Regions from separate parts of the Sus scrofa genome. Here region 2 is linked to region 1. A link is a contact called in public HiChIP or PLAC-seq data. All regions are on one chromosome and are shown on one strand. The core of a region is the stretch at or near the end of the contact, and the rest is flanking DNA. Distances in the headings are between cores, read along the strand shown. Region 1 overlaps LOC106506245 (a long non-coding RNA gene). Region 2 has its middle 57 kb from the start of HS6ST1.

Region 1 (5,015 bases), core at 1,631-4,130:
ATTATTTTTTCTTTTTAGGGCTTCACCTGCTACCTATGGGAATTCAGGCTAGGGGTTGAATTGGAGCTGCACCTGCAGGCCTACATCATAGCCACGGCAACGCCTTGACTCACTGAGTGAGGCCAGGGTCCTGAACCTGCTGAGCCACAAAGGGAACTCCTTTTGACAAAATTTTAAAATAATGCAACAACAACAACAAGTAAAATAAAATAATGCAATACAACCAATAGGGGCGCATTCTAAGAATGCAGTAATATTTTACCGCCAGGAAACAACTAATATTAGAAAAAAGAATTGGGAAATAATTTCCTATATTAAAGAGTTCTAAGGAAAATAAAATGCTGTCTGTGATTATCTCCATTAAAGCCAAGATGGGATTTGATGAAAGTATACAGTCACATCTAAAATAGGAGTAAACACTTCCTTCATATAGGGAGACAAAGAAACTCAAACCAGAAACCAGCTTCCATGGCACAAGGGCAGGCTGAAAGCATGCCATTTATTAACGGTAGAAATGGGGTGAAGATGGTCATTTTCATCAGGATTTTCCAAAACTGTCCTGAAAGGACTAGTTAATAGAGCTAGAAATAAAAAGGGTAAGACATAAAAATTGGGGGAGTTCCCAGAGTGGTGAGATGGGTTCAGAATCTGTTTGCAGCGGCTTGGGTTGCTGCAGAGGCACATATTTGATTCCTGGTCACAGCTGCAGCTTGGATTCAATCGCTGGCCCAGGAAATTCCATGTGCTGTGGGTGCATCCATTAACAAAAAAATTGGGAAGAAGGGAGCAAAATTGTCATTATTGTCGTGTGACTTAATTGTGTACCTGACACGAGCAGGAGAATCTAGTGAGAACTTTTTGAAAAATAAGGAAATTCAGGAGTTCCTGTCATGGCGAAGGGGAAACTGAATCTGACTAGGAACCACGAGGTTTCAGGTTCAATCCCTGGCCTTACTCAGTGGGTAAAGATCTGGCGTTGCTGTGGCTGTGGCGTGGCTGGCAGCTATAGCTTCAGTTAGACCCCTAGCCTGGGGCCCTCCATATGCCGCAGTGTGGCCCTAAAAAGCAAAAAAAAAAAAAAAAAAAAAAAAAAAAGAAGAAAAATAGGAAATTCAATAAAATGTCTGATTATGGAATTGACATACAAAAATATTTCCCTATAATAATTCATTGCTATTTTTCTATGTTCTGCATATTTCCCCATATTCAAATTTCATAACTCATATTTTCCTGGAAATTCATTGATTTCTTCTGGGTTTCATATGCATTTGCATGGATTTGAGTAACGTGCTTTTGTTATGACATCAATTTTTTCTGTGGTTATTTCCCATTCTCACTTCTAACTTAGGGCATTTTGCTTTTTCTTTTTTTCTTGATCAAATTCGTGTGTTGCAAATTTTCTCTTTGCTACTCCCCATCTATTTTTCTGCCCTCTTCTGCCCCATCTGGTTCCAGGAGGCCAACTTGTGTGTCTCCTGAGCAGCCTTGCTGGCTGGCACACAGTGTCATGGCCTTTCTAGCCCCAGCCCACCTCAGCACCTGCCCTCCCTGGGCTCATACCTCTAACAGCACATCTTTCCCTCACTTCTCCAGTCCCAGGAGTTGGTCCCCAGGTGCCCTTCTTCCCTGTACCCTGTCCACGCCTCTGTGAGCAGTGGGCCATTGAGATCTGCAAGTGTCACCATTTGTGAATGTCCCATGGGCACTGAAAAGATGGGAACGTCCCATTGGCAGGGCAGAGTCTAAAACATAGTGATTCATTTTTTGTTATTGGCCTCCCCTCACCTTAATCGTTTGTCATTGCATTACTGTGGTGGATTGGTGAAAGGCAGAGAGAAGTGAGTGCTGTCTTTTTGCTACTGTTGTGTTTCTATTTCTCCATGTATTTACTGTAGTTTTTCCTATGCATTTGGCACCGGATTCGTTGGCACATACGTTTTCCTGACAGTTAGAGCTTTATTGCATATTATCCTCTTTATCATTATAAAGCGTCTTCTGCTCCAGAATGCTTCCCTTGAATTGTCTTGATGGATTGTATTTTCATAGCCCCAGTCTTGCCCATCCGTTTACTCCCAGGCTTCTCAGTGACTTTGCTTTCAATACAGCTTTTTTTTTTTTTTTTTTTTTTTGTCAGCAAGTAGATTTTTCAAATATAATCTTTATGGTGTGCGGTTATCTAATTACACTTATGGATATATCTGTCAAGTTTGATCTCAGTTCTATTGTCTTTTTTATGTTATGTTACTGTGCTAATGTTTTCTGTGTGTGTGTGTAGTTTGTATGTTTTCTGCCAGTAAGATAGAAGTTAATTGTCTTATTTTTTAGCTATATATATATTTTATTTTCTTTTTTATGCCTGCATCTGCGGCATATGGAAGTTCCCGTTCTAGGGTTCCAACAGGACCTGCAGTTGCTAGCCTAAGCCACAGCTCATGGCAACGCTGGATCCTTAACCCACTGAGTAAGGTCAGGGATCGAACCCAAAACCTCATGGATCCTACTGGGGTTCTTAACCTGCTGAGCCACAATAGGAACTCCCTATTTTATGTTTATACAAATACTGAAAACTCCATTTCTTTCTTTGTCAACCTTCAGACAGTAATTACAACCCATTATGAAACATGAGAAAAAGAAAAGATTTAGATTTTTTTTTTTTTTCAAATGCCTTTCCTGCTCATACTTCCAGCTCTGGTGAGTTTATAATGTCAGAATGTTGACCTGCTGGAATCGTATTTTGAATCTCTTTAGCCCTGGTTGTGTGAGTTACCCACTGCCAGGCCATCTCTAGTTCTTGTACCCGGCATCTCCCTGTTTGCCTTGGCTGCCTGGATGTTTTTAGGACTTTCGAGAAAAATTCATGTGTGCAATAGTTTGGATACTTGCATATTTGAGGTTGCCTATTGCTCAACTTGGCTTAGTGTACATTCCTTTGTGGTTTTCTGGAACTTAGTGGTGGTGGGAAAAATCTGAAAGCAACCAGATTTCCTTCCTTGTAAGAAGTTCTTTTTTTTTTGGCTGCACCATGGCATATGGAAATTCACAGGATCAAATCTGAATTGCATCTGAGACCTATACCCCAACTGTGGCAATACTGGATCCTTAACCCACCACACCGGGCCAGGGATTGAACCCCAGCCACAGCAGTGACCTAAGCTGCTGCAGTGACAACACTGGACCCTTAACCCTCTGTGCCACAGTGGGAACTCCAAGACTTTCTTTTCTTTTTTTTTTTTCATTGATTAAGCTTACTAGAATATGTTTTAGTATTGCTTTTCCTATATCATTTTCTTCTGAAATATGCAGTACCCTTTCAATCTGCAGATACAATTCTCCCTTTTTTCCAGAAGTACTTCCTTCTCATTTACCTTTGAATATTTTTTATTTCCATTTGGTAGGTTAGCTATTTTAGGGATACCAATTATCCATAACTTTGCTATTTGTTTGCTCTACATGCCCACTGATTTAAAAAAATTAATCATTTTTTCTTTTCATTCTGCATTCATTTTGATTATATTCAGTATTTCTTCTTTGCCAGAAATCCACCTTGCCTTTCCTTTGTTATTTCTAGTTTATTTATTGGCTTGAAAGGACTCATCTCTTTCCTTATCTCTTTAACCTCCCCTTGTTATGCCATTACACTATTTTAATCATTTAAAACATCTGTAACTCCTCTGTAGTGTAGCGAGCCCTTCCACATTCATTATCTCATGTAATTATTATGGTAATTTGGAAGAGCAGGTATTTACTATTTTACCCAACCTTTTTATTATAAAAATTTTCGGAGTTTCCGTCGTGGCACAGTGGTTAACGAATCCGACTAGGAACCATGAGGTTGCGGGTTCGGTCCCTTCCCTTGCTCAGTGGGTTAACGATCCGGCGTTGCCGTGAGCTGTGGTGTAGGTTGCAGACGCGGCTCGGATCCTGCGTTGCTGTGGCTCTGGTGTAGGCCGATGGCTACAGCTCCAATTGGACCCCTAGCCTGGGAACCTCCATATGCCACGGGAGCAGCCCAAAGAAATAGCAAAAAAAAAAAAAAAAAAAAAAAAATTTCATCTAGGCATACCTAAGTTCCAGCAACATTGTCCTATACTAGCTTTATCATTGTTTCTCCATCCGTCCTTCTTTCCATCCATCAGTCCTTCTAATTTCGGATGCATTTCAAAGTTGCAAACATCAATACACTCCCCCTTACACCCCAATGTGTTAGCAGAGTTGTCTATTTTTGAGTTTTTTCTTAGCCTGCTGGGCAGAGCTGTCCCCTCCAGACTGCTGGGCAGAGCTGCACCCAGAGTGCCCCCTCCTGGCTTTGGGGAGGGGTGCCACCCCAGCACTCAGCGTCTCCTGAGTCTCCTCTCCTTCTGTGTCAGCCCTGCCATCCTGCCTCACATAACACTTTCTGTGATTATTCAGTTGGTGCCTTAGCCCCTAGGAGCTGTGCTACCATGCCAATTCCAGCTCATGATCCATCTTTCCTTTTCCCCTTTACTTTCTGAAATTGATCTTACAGATCTCAAATTCATAATAGATTAAACTAAGTCTTATTCACTTAGTAGTTCTTAGATGTGGCATAAACATACCTGGTTGCTATAGGAGCGAGGCTGGGATGGCCAGTGAGCTCACTGCTCACCCTGTCTGTTCCAGCACCACAAGGCTCCTGAGCATGGGTGATGGTCCACTGTTTCACCACCTCTGAAGAGCCAGGAGTTGGGGTGCCGGCCCTGGGCGCAGACGGTGATGGAACTGCCCTCCTCCCCTGCTCTGAAGGAGGGTCTTTCTCAGCCCACTCAGGAGGCCATTTCGGTTCACAAGGGGACATGCCAGAGAAGAAAAGGGGAAGAGAAAGCACTGTCCTTAGCTCAGGTGGGGGTCTCATCCCAGGAAAGCGTCAACGTGAGATAAAAGACAAGCAAATCTAGGAGTTCCTGTTATGCCTCAGCAGTAATGAACCCCTGAGGACGCAAATTCCATCCCTGGCCTCACTCCGTGGGTTAAAGACCCAGCATTGCCATGAGCTG
Region 2 (5,015 bases), core at 866-3,365, 300 kb before region 1:
TTACCTGATTCTTGCTGGCCCAGGCGGAGGGGCAGGGGGCCAGGAGTCCGGAGCCCGGGGGAGGGAGAAGCGCTAGCTGCGCATGCTCAGTTCTGGGGAAGGCGCGCCCTCTGCTGGACACGCTGGGAGATGCTGTCTTCACATCAGACGACACTGCAGCCCTTTAAGCCATGACCCTGTCTTCGTAAAGCTGAGTTTCAGTGCCATGTGGAAGTCACCCTGGGGCAGGCTACATACAATCTGATTGCGAGGATTGAGAAGCTGTGCAGCGCCCCCAAAGTCCACATACCCCATTAATAACTAATGGTTGCAGTTATGTAAAAATGAAATAAAAAGTCTCTTAAAATTCATGTACATGACTTTCAAACAGCTACTAAGTTCTTACCATATACTTACTTGTTAAGGTTTGGACCGGTCTACTCAATAAATGGACACTTTAGGTATTTCTGAGACGCTAAGGGCTCTCCGGATCTGAGAGAGACACGTGGTTTAGATGATTCTGCCTCTGATAATACCCTCAGGCAGGGTGGCCACAGGTGTGTGTGGTTTGCCAGCTCCCTCTGGGGAAACAGGAAACTAGAGGGGCTGGATATGTGGAGAGGGAGGGACAGGTGTGAAAATGACAACACTTATGACTCAAACCCAGCCAGAACCCCAGACCAGGACTTGAACTCACATGCAGAGATTCTTACCCAGCCAGAATCCAGATTGGAACTTGAACCTATGGTTTTTAATTTAGAATCACTTACCCAGTGTCTGCACTTACTGAGGTTTGGCTTCCTTGTGCCTCAGTGCAGAAGGAATTCAGTGAGAGACAAAGTGATAGGCAAGAAATAGATTGATTTATTAAGATAGGATGCTTGTGAGAGGCGCAAGTGGACAGGCAAGGAGGCTCTGCCCTGGGGAGTAGCTGGGTGACAGTTTTATAACCCAAGGGAAGTGGGGGTGGCAAAAGACTGCCTCTTCTTCTTTCTTTGAGCAGTAGCTCCTCTTTGGTATCTGGTAAGAGGGTATTTGACCCTAAAAGGTCAAACTAGGACTGTCATGGTGCTTATTCAAATCAGCGGAAGAGCGGTCCTTAAACTCCTGCACTTGGTCATAAAGGGTAATGACCTGAAAGGCATATCTCCTGCTTTTATTTGTGGTAAGCCTACTTCGATCCGATGGCTTTCTTAAGTGATTATTAACTCACAGTGATCTCCCAAAGTTCCCTAGGTTTCCCTCTCTATCTATGGTACCTTTTGGGACTTCTACAAACTACCGGAGTAACTATCCTACTCCATCCCTATTAGGGTTGGAGGTCCAAGCTCCTCTTGTCCTCTGGACCACTAATAGGCAGCGTTTCTTCTCTGAGGCAAAACTCTACAGGGGAATTTGGCTGTGATTTTTTTTTTATCTACACCCAGCAGTGTTGATCAGCTGATGAAGTTTAGTTGGGCCTGAGAAAAGTCAGAGAAACAATGGGACGTGGTTTTGAGGGAGGCTTTGCACAGATCTATGTGGAACATGTGGGGAGCTGGAGCAAACTGGTCCCTGTGCAGCTGTGAAAGCCCTGCATAAGGGGGACCTCTGTCCACTGCAGAAAAAGAGCACAGTTCTTCCTGGGTTTGGACATTAGGGAAGCAGTTGGGTAGCATCTGTTAAAATACATCAGCCCTCCCCCAACCCCAACCAAAAAACCATCAGGCCCAGCAGATACAACTTGGTTGATTGATTAATCCACTTTAAAACACACACACACACACACACACACACACACGCCTCAATAGCACTTGGCCTTGTGTGGCTGTCCTGAAGCTGGAGTGGGGGTGTGGGGGGGCTTACGACCATGAAGCTGGGGGTGGAGGACAGGGACAAAGGTTGAGTTGGCTGCACTGAAGTGTGACAGGGCAGCTGTGGCTGGAGATGCAATGAGCATCTCCCTCAGGATTGGAGGCCAATTCTACCCAAGAGGGAGGTCGGGTGTTTGAGTTGGGAGGAGGGGGCCAGGGGCTAGGCTGCCTGAGCACTGGCCTCCCAGGAAGCTGTCTGCAGCTGCCTGTCAAATGTGTGTACCTAGGAAGTAGGGCTGCCACTTCTGCAAGGACTGGCGGTCAGTGGCCTCCTGAAGGACAGTGGCAGGGCTGTTCAGCTTGGATAGGCCACAACTGGCTGAACCCTGACCCCTGGGCACTGTTGTGTGAAAAAAAAAATGTGGAGACACGTAAATAAAAATGAAGTTGTGGGATTTTTTATTCAAGCTAGTGATTCATGTTCTGCAATTTGTCGGTCAACATTATGTTTAAAAAACTGCAGTGCCAGCATTTTTCCCAACTTCTTCTGAAATTTTTCTAACAGTCAAGGAGTTCCCACTGTGATGCAATGGGATCAGCATGTCTCTGGAGTTCTGAGATGTGGTTTGACCCATAGCCTGGCACAGTGGGTTAAGGATCCAGCGTTGCCACACTGTGGCATAGGTTGAAACTGTAGCTCGAATCTGATGCCTGGCCTGGGAATTCCATATGCTGCAGGGCGACCAAAAAAGAAAAAATAAATAAATTGAAAAACCAGTTAGAATAACACCCATACACCTACTACCTAGATTCAACACTTAACTTCTGCTCCATTCAAGGCACACCTGAACCTGCCATTCTTTTTTGCAATAAACCTCTCTGACTCCTCTGTCTGCCTTTGAATCTTTACCAAAATGCACATGATGGTGGCTAATTCCACTGGTACACAACCTCTGAATAACTGATCTTTGCTGGTTCTCATTTGGATGGTCTTAATTTCCACTATGAGATTGTGATTTCTTTCTGAGTGAAATTTACTAGGTAAATCTAACTTTCACAACCAGAGAAAAAATGGTGGTCCCTAAAGTGGACCAAGGGGTCTGGAAGACAAGCAGATGTTGTTGGTGGGGGCCTTGATTTGGGCCTGGCAGTGCTGGAGGGACCCGCTCTGCCAGGCCAGCAGGCAGGAGGGCCGGCTTCCCTGGGAGGACTGTGTAGGGTGTGAAAAAGGCTGTGCTGGGTGGACACCTCACTCACCACCACACCAGTCCCCCCAGCTGTCCAGCTGCCCTTGGCTGCATGGGCACTCTCTCAGTCAGCCGGGGCTCCTAACAAAATGCCACAGGCTGGATATGGCTTAAGCAGTTTCTCACCATTTCTCACCATTCTGGAGGCTGAAAGTCCAAGATCAAGGTATCTGCAGGTTGGTTTCTCCTGAGACTACTCTCCTTGTCTTGTAGTTGGGCATATTTTCCTGTGTCTTCACCTGGATTTTTCCTCTGATGTCTCTTCCTCTTTTTTGTGGTATCTTTTTTTTCCTTTTTAGGGCTGTGTCTGTGTCATCTGGAAGTTCCCTGAGCTAGGGGTGGAATTGGAGCTGCAGCTACTGGCCTATACCACAGCCACAGCAACTCCAGATCCCAACCTCATCTGTGACCTACACCATAGCTTACAGCAATGCTGGATCCTTAACCCACTGAGTGAGGCCAGGGATCGAACCTCCATCCTCATGGATTCTAGTCGGGTTCTTAACCCAGTGAGCCACAACAGGAACTCCTTTTTTAAAAAATGGCTGTACTCTCAGCATTCCTGGGCCAGGGATTGGATCTACAACCACTGTTGCTGTGGCAACCCTGGATCCTTTAAACCACTGTACCAGGCTGAGGATCAAACCTACACCTCTGCAGCAACCTGAGCCACTGCAGTAGATTCTTAACCCACTGGCCACAGTGGGAACTCCTTTTCTTATAAGGACCTCAGTCCTATTAGATGCGGGCTCCACCCATATCACCTCATTTAACCTTTAGTTACCTCCTTAAAGGCCCTATTTTCAAAGTTTGGGGGGGCTGTGGTTTCAACTTATGGAATTTGGGGGAGAGGCACACAATGACAAGTCCCAAGGGTAGCAAGCTGCTGTCTATTAGAGGCGCGTTGGAGGCACTTGTCCCTTTTGGAGAACTTGTCACTCACTGGTTTATTCCCACCACACCCCAGTTAACAAGCTGTCCCAGTACCTGGAGTGGCTGCCTCCTCACTCTGGTCCTGCGTGGAGGTGACACACTGTACCATAGGCATTCTTACATCAGTAAGTTAATGGTGAGCTTCCTGGAGGCAGCAAATCTCTGAGGCTGTGTGCATATTTTGTGGGTATAGGTATCTGGGGGTTTTACATTTTCCAGAGAGATGATCAACAACTTTCACTTGATTCCCTGAGGCATCGGGTGCAAAAGATGATAAAGACTGTTGCTCCAGGCAATGGGGGGTTGGAGGAGGGGGTGGGGCTGGGCCTTGATCTGGGCTCAGTGTGAAGTTTGAGGCCAGGCTGAGCATGTGGCCCTCAGGACACTGGGGGCAGGACAGAACCTCCACGCTGTACTGCAGGGACACTAGAAACTTGTCTGGATGTGACAGACAAGGCCATTTGAAGTCCACAGTCTTACTTGACCCTCGCAGCAATTTGGGGACCAGGCAGGTGTATTTCTTTCTTTTGTTTTTTTGTTTTTTTGTTTTGTTTTGTTTTGTCTTTTTGCCTTTTCCAGGGCTGTTCCTGAGGCATATGGAGGTTCCCAGGCTAGGGGTCTAATCAGAACTATAGCTGCCGGCCTACACCAGAGCCACAGCAACACGGGATCTAAGCTGCGTCTGCAACCTACACCACAGCTCACCGCAACGCTGGATCCTTAACCCCTGAGCAGGGGCAGGGATCAAACCTGCAACCTCATGGTTCCTAGTTAATTCGTTAACCACTGAGCCATGACAGGAACTCCAGGCAGGTGTTATTTCTTATAGGATCACATTTCAGAGGAAAAAACAGAGGACCTCAGAGCTTGTAATTGGCTCAGGGTCTTTCTTCTGGAAGTCAGGATCCATGTCCCACAATGCATGTTACCCCAAAGAATCAATCTGTTTTATTGGCTGGCAGGTGTTGACTAGATTTTGAGGCATGACTTAGAACTCATGAGTTCTGGAGTTCCTTTTGTGGCACAGCAAAAATGAATCTGACTAGGAACCATGAAGTTGCAG

Evidence for each region. HiChIP or PLAC-seq counts read pairs in DNA pulled down with a chosen protein or histone mark.
Region 2: a contact with region 1 is called in an H3K27ac HiChIP or PLAC-seq map of alveolar macrophages. The contact joins two enhancer-like sites. A contact is called at or near these places in 5 of 47 Hi-C or Micro-C datasets (alveolar macrophages, embryonic fibroblasts, heart right ventricle and 1 more) and 2 of 2 datasets of contacts at active chromatin or transcription factors (alveolar macrophages and skeletal muscle).

Annotation. Positions count from the first base shown.
Region 1 is chr15:58,825,761-58,830,775 of Sscrofa11.1, reverse strand. The region is part of intron 2 of LOC106506245 (a long non-coding RNA gene); the gene reads left to right. Among named protein-coding and RNA genes, the nearest start is that of HS6ST1, 240 kb to the left of the region's middle. Within about 2 kb of position 2,880, at least 6 of the 83 cell types and tissues checked have an H3K27ac peak or open chromatin away from gene starts, as enhancers often do. A contact at or near this core is called in alveolar macrophages, where this site is marked.
Region 2 is chr15:59,120,926-59,125,940 of Sscrofa11.1, reverse strand. No RefSeq gene overlaps it. Among named protein-coding and RNA genes, the nearest start is that of HS6ST1, 57 kb to the right of the region's middle. Within about 2 kb of position 2,115, at least 2 of the 83 cell types and tissues checked have an H3K27ac peak or open chromatin away from gene starts, as enhancers often do. A contact at or near this core is called in alveolar macrophages, where this site is marked.